2 separate regions of the Sus scrofa genome follow, and region 1 is linked to region 2. Evidence: chromatin contacts called from public HiChIP or PLAC-seq data. All regions are on one chromosome and are shown on one strand. Each heading gives the region's core, a stretch centred on a gene start, on an enhancer-like site or on the middle of the called end of the contact. The rest is flanking DNA. Distances are from core to core; before and after follow the strand shown. Region 1 overlaps PALLD (palladin). Region 2 overlaps PALLD (palladin).

Region 1 (2,700 bases), core at 90-2,589, 210 kb before region 2:
TGGCTGATCCCACACTGGCAAGCCAAGCACCTACGGCTGGCTGATCCAGTTCCCAAGCGTCTGTCCAGTGGGAACTCAAAGGACCTGTGCTCACTTAACTTTGTGCCTCACTCTCATCCGACTGCAGTGTTCAGGGTATAAGCTGTAGTCTAACAGCCCACTGAAAGCTACCAGGTAGCACCTCCATGTCCGCTGGGGCCAGGAAGCTGGTTAGAGGAGTTCCAGGAAATCTTGCCATAGACGTACTGGGTCCCTTGGCAGCTCTCAGTCGGAGGTCCGAGTGCCATGACCCTGGGGCAGAGGGAGGCTGCAGCCCATCTGCGCCAGTCTGTGTACCAAAGGGGTTAAAGGAAAGTATGTGGAAATTAAATTAGGGTCTTATGAGAAAATTTTTCACTAGAGCTTTGGTGGACCTTCAAAAAGGCAGCGTTGTGTGATGGCTATTGAACCTCTCTGGTTTTGCCATGGTGCGACCTTGAGCAAGCTGCTTGACCATGCAGCCTGTTAATAAAGCAGTCTGTGACGTTTTCTCATGTCCTTCGAGAAGGCGATGTTGCACCGTTCTCAGAACGCCACGTGGAAGGACATCCCGTGTGTGTCCTTCTCACCTCTCCAGGTCTTACAGCAGGTGGCCGGTGAAGTCTGGCCTCAGACACAGAACTCCTAGCTTTAAATCCGTGTTCTCCCCACTGCAGCACACAGCCTCCATCACTCTTAACCTCCGTGGACGTCACTTTCCTTATTTGCAAAAATGAGACATTTGGCCCAGAATGTAATGGTCCATTCCAGCTTAGAACTCTGTGTCTGATATGAATCACTGGCTGGAAGGGAGTCTCAGAAATCATTTAGTCATATTCCTCGCTTCCAGCAGGACTCGATCTAAACTATTTTGAAAAGAAAATGTCACACACACACACCCCTTTATTTTTTCACAATCCTGAGCAGGAGTGTTGAGTGCATTCCAGAGAGAAGGGAAGCGAGGGGCTCCGGGCCCATCTTGTCTCAGCAGACGCCAGCGTCCCAGGATTCGTCTCCACAGCAGGAAAAGGTCACAGACACGCTGTGCTTGGAAGGGAATCCTGTGAGGCGGGGCCAGAGAGGGTGACTGTGCTATGAGGGAAAGGGGGCAGGGTGACTCTGGAAGAACCTCAGGCTCATCACGGTTCTCTGGAGGGAGCGATGACGCAGCCCAGGGTCAGGACACAGAGGGGTCCTCATGCCTTGAATGTGACATAGAAAGTTGTGCGCTCGCCCTGCCCTGGCCTGGGAGGACAGGCCCCATCCTGACATGGGCCAGGACCTGCCCAACCAGGTCCTCCTCCCAGCGCCAGGTGGTCCTTGGCCACTGTCCAAGGAGGAGGGGCCATCCACCATCAGACTGAGTGACAAGGTTGCCATCACATTCCCGTTACTCAGCTGATTGGTTTGTACTTTTCAAACACCCACTGGCTCCCACATTCTTCCCATTTCTGTCCTGTGAGGGGAAAACAAACACCTTGGAGTCCAAAGGCTAAGCCCACACCTGGGGTCGCTAAAGGCCTCAGTGTCTCTGAAATGGGGGCCGGGTCCTAACAGTCCCCCCTGCAAAGTTCAGCAGCCCCAGGTTTGGGGGAGGAGCACAGGGGAACCAGCCACCAAGGCAGCCCAGGTCCAGGTCCTTTCTCTGAGCCATGAGTCACTGTGGTTTCTTTTTATTCGGCCTTAATTTCATCCCCAGGCCCACATCAACCTTACAGTAGTCTTACCGTCCTTGCTGTATGTCAGGCACATAATCATGTTTAATCCCCACAAAAAATATTATGCGGTAGATCTGTTATCCTGCTTTGTTATGTTCTGATAAGGAGAAGCATCCTGCCCAAGGTCACAGGCTAATAAGTAGCAGAGGCAAATGGAAATGCAGCCCACCTCCCAAAGCCTGGGCCGAGAGCCGGGGCCCTTCCCTTGAGCCCAGACTCATCCTCTTGGATTCAGGCTGTGCCTGGAGCAGCTTGTCAGCCAAGGTCCACCCAAGTTCTTGGGCTTTGCTGGGTCTTCCTCCCATCAGCTGCAGCCCTGACCTGCAGCCTTTCCTTCCATCCTCATGATATCCAGCCGACGTGTCGCCTCCGGGACCCTCATCCACCCGTGCCTGCCTGCCTTCTCCCCTCACCTTCTGCCCAGGACCAGGTCACCCTGAGGGGACCTACCTTCTCCCCCCACCTTCCCCTCAGGACCAGGTCATCCCCCAGGGGACCATGGCCATCCTCACAGTGGCCCCTCCTCCCCAGCACGTGCTCAGGCCCACTAAGCCCTGAGGGTGCCACCGCCCCCCTCCCACTGCACCTGTCCTGCTTTTACTTTCTTGGAAGGAAAAATGTGATGTGTTAATACAGCCACACGTTCAGGTTCAACCTCCTGAACCCCACAGAACAAGAGGTTTCAGGGCTGCGGGGGCCCCTGTACCATGACTTTATGTGATGAATGTAGAGACTGGGACCCAGTCTCAGCTCTGAGGCAGAGCCGGGCTGCTCTGGATACGCTCAGCACTGTCCTCGAGTGGCATGAAGTGGCATTCCATCCCACTCACACAGCCTGGCTGGTGTGGCCCCCGGCTGGTGCTTAGAAAGGGGTCCTTCCAGAGTTCCTGTCGTGACTCAGCAGAAACGAATCTGACTTGTATCCATAAGGTGAAGGTTCGATCCCTGGCCTCCCTCAGTGAGT
Region 2 (2,700 bases), core at 167-2,666:
ACTTAGTATGATAATCTCTAGGTCCATCTGTGTTGGTGCAGACAACATCATTTTGTTCTTTTTTATTATGGCTGAGCAGTATTTCACTGTATTATGTACCACATCTTAATCCATTCATCTGTCAGTAGACACATAGGTTGCTTCCATGTCTTGGCTGCTGACAAGCATAAATAGTGCTGTGTGACAGAGTGACATTTAAACCCCATAAGCAGCAGCAGCCCATTTCTCCACCCAATTCTTTTTTTTTTTTTTTTTTTTTTTTTTTTGTCTTTTTGCCATTTCTTGGGCTGCTCCCGCGGCATATGGACGTTCCCAGGCTAGGGGTCAAATCGGAGCTGTAGCCATCGGCCTACGCCAGAACCACAGCAATGTGGATCCGAGCTGCATCTGCAACCTACACCACAGCTCATGGCAACACTGGATCTTTAACCCACTGAGCAAGGCCAGGGATCGAACCTGCAACCTCATGGTTCCTAGTCGGATTCATTAACCACTGAGCCACGACAGGAACTCCTCTACCCAATTCTTGGTGTGGGTTATCACTTGTTGCTATAAGAAGTCAGTAAGAGAAACATTTAACACTTCATAATCTCAACTTTATTAACAGCTGTTGTTGTATATAAAAGGATTTTGCCATTCTTATAATTTGTGAATTAAAGCATGATTTAAAAGAAGCATGACCTAAGTAGACATTGAAGAAATTCTCAGAGGTAAAAAGCTAAGTTTTTCAAGAGATGTTTATCCCAAAAGCGAAACATCAGCTGGTGCTGATCCCCAGCTTCCTTGATGTTCTTTGGTACCTTAATTTGTTCCCACATCATACAAGGATTTGGGTTTGAGAGGGAGATGAGTACACCTCTTTTCCCTGGTACACTGGCCTCCACGATGTGCGGTGCCCGCAGCAGAGGGGGAAAGGCTGACAAGAAAGGAATCGGTAATGAGAGGCAGATGGCACACTCTCCCGAGCAGGGGACGTCATTACCGATTTCGGCCAAGAGAAGGGGCGAGAAGCAGGGGAGGGGGAGATCCTGATGGCCAGCAGATGACTTTATAGGATACTCTTCCCCTGGGGCTAGCCTTTGGGGAATAAGAAACACATTGGATAATGTTGGTTGTCCTGTTTCCTCTTGGGATAGAACACAGCACTGGGCGAGTGCTGCCCCGGGGGTCACCCCGAGAGACAAGCAGTCACACAGCTTGGTGGAGTAACAAGGAGTTGTGCACGTTGCACCAAATCTGTGCCAAAGTGAGGGCCACAGTCGCCGCCTCTTCCAGCCTCTAATCCCATCTTTTAAGACACAGCCCAATCTAAATGTGCGTGTTTGGCCTTGTTTTGCTGCATTGCTAGGTTACCGTCTTGCACTGGGGTTTTGGACCGGCTGCTGTGCTCAGCTGGATGCTGGATGCTTCCTGGAATTGCATTGTGTACCAGAGGCAGGCCTTCCTGAGAGAGCTGAGAGTTAGGGTTTAAAAATGGGGAGATGGAGGTAAATAATCACCACGTAAATAATCAGCCTCGCCTGAGGCACTGGGTGTAACAGAACCACTTTAAGGATTCAATTTTAGGACTTTGTACTGTGGTTTTAAACGCTGTGGGCTGGCTGGGAACAGAAAAGCAGCAAGCAGCTGAGTTAAATTTAAAAGGCCGGTTAATGGTGTGTTTGCTTCAGCTTTGTAAGGTTTCCTGGCTTTTTCCAAGCTTCACTGACGTTCGCTTCCATGATTCCTTCATACGGTGATAATAAAGCAAGAAGAAATGGGACCGTTGAAGTGAACAGTGAGCGTCAAGGTGCCCCAGAGCCGGATTGACTATGGCCCCTAGGTTCTCGATTTAAATTGCTGAATGCTTATTTTGGATGCTCTTCCTCAGAAAACGTTCAGACCTAAAAATCTGAACTTAGAGTTGTGCATATTGGAGGCATCTTTTCAAAAATGCTTCACTGAATTCTGGATTTAAAATGTCAAAATTATACACATGTTAGTTTAGATGCTTTCTAAATATTCCTGTTCACTTACTGGTTAGGAATATATTTGGGCAATAATAGTATATCATCAGATGAGCAACTATCCCTTCTGAATTCTAGGCCTTCCCCCTTTCTGTTTAGAAGTGAAGGATAGTGCAGGAATAAAAAGGTGACGAGTGATATATACTCCTTTTTTTTAAGTTTGGGATGTTCAGGAACTAGCCTGTGGTGGTATTTGTCCATATGGTTCTAAGCAGTAGCACTGAGAGCCCTAAAGTCATGGTAGAAACATGCCATCTATGCAGAGCTGCCTGCCAGCCTGTTCACCCTGTTTAGAGAGGGAGAGAAGGCAGGGTATGTCCCCAGCAGGGGCGGTGGTTGGGGTTCAGTGGGACACTCCTGCTGGACCTCAGGCATGGCCGTCACGTAACAGACATGAGGGATGTGCCTGTGTGTGGTGTCCTGCGCAGTGTGGGGCAGAAAGGCAGATCTGCTCATCGCACACCCCACCCACCTCCTGTTAAGAGAGCCTTGCTTTTCCTCTGGAGTAAATTACATCCTGATACCAAAAAGAGGAAGAAAACTCCATTACGTGTGAAAAAAATTGCATCAAGAAAACAGTTCGTATCCATCTGGTTGTTGTTACAATGACATCTGTATCCAGTGCTGTAATAACGTAATCCCCTGAGCATTTATTATGTGCCAGACACAGGACCAAGCACTTTTAGCCCATTTA

Evidence for each region. HiChIP or PLAC-seq counts read pairs in DNA pulled down with a chosen protein or histone mark.
Region 1: a contact with region 2 is called in an H3K27ac HiChIP or PLAC-seq map of skeletal muscle, with 3 times the contacts expected there. The contact joins two enhancer-like sites. A contact is called at or near these places in 2 of 47 Hi-C or Micro-C datasets (embryonic fibroblasts and heart right ventricle) and 1 of 2 datasets of contacts at active chromatin or transcription factors (skeletal muscle).

What each region holds. Positions count from the first base shown.
Region 1 is chr14:20,901,775-20,904,474 of Sscrofa11.1, reverse strand. The region is part of intron 2 of PALLD (palladin); the gene reads left to right. Among named protein-coding and RNA genes, the nearest start is that of PALLD, 120 kb to the left of the region's middle. Within about 2 kb of position 1,339, at least 24 of the 83 cell types and tissues checked have an H3K27ac peak or open chromatin away from gene starts, as enhancers often do. A contact at or near this core is called in skeletal muscle, where this site is marked.
Region 2 is chr14:20,692,412-20,695,111 of Sscrofa11.1, reverse strand. The region is part of intron 16 of PALLD (palladin); the gene reads left to right. Among named protein-coding and RNA genes, the nearest start is that of CBR4, 72 kb to the right of the region's middle. Within about 2 kb of position 1,416, at least 29 of the 83 cell types and tissues checked have an H3K27ac peak or open chromatin away from gene starts, as enhancers often do. A contact at or near this core is called in skeletal muscle, where this site is marked.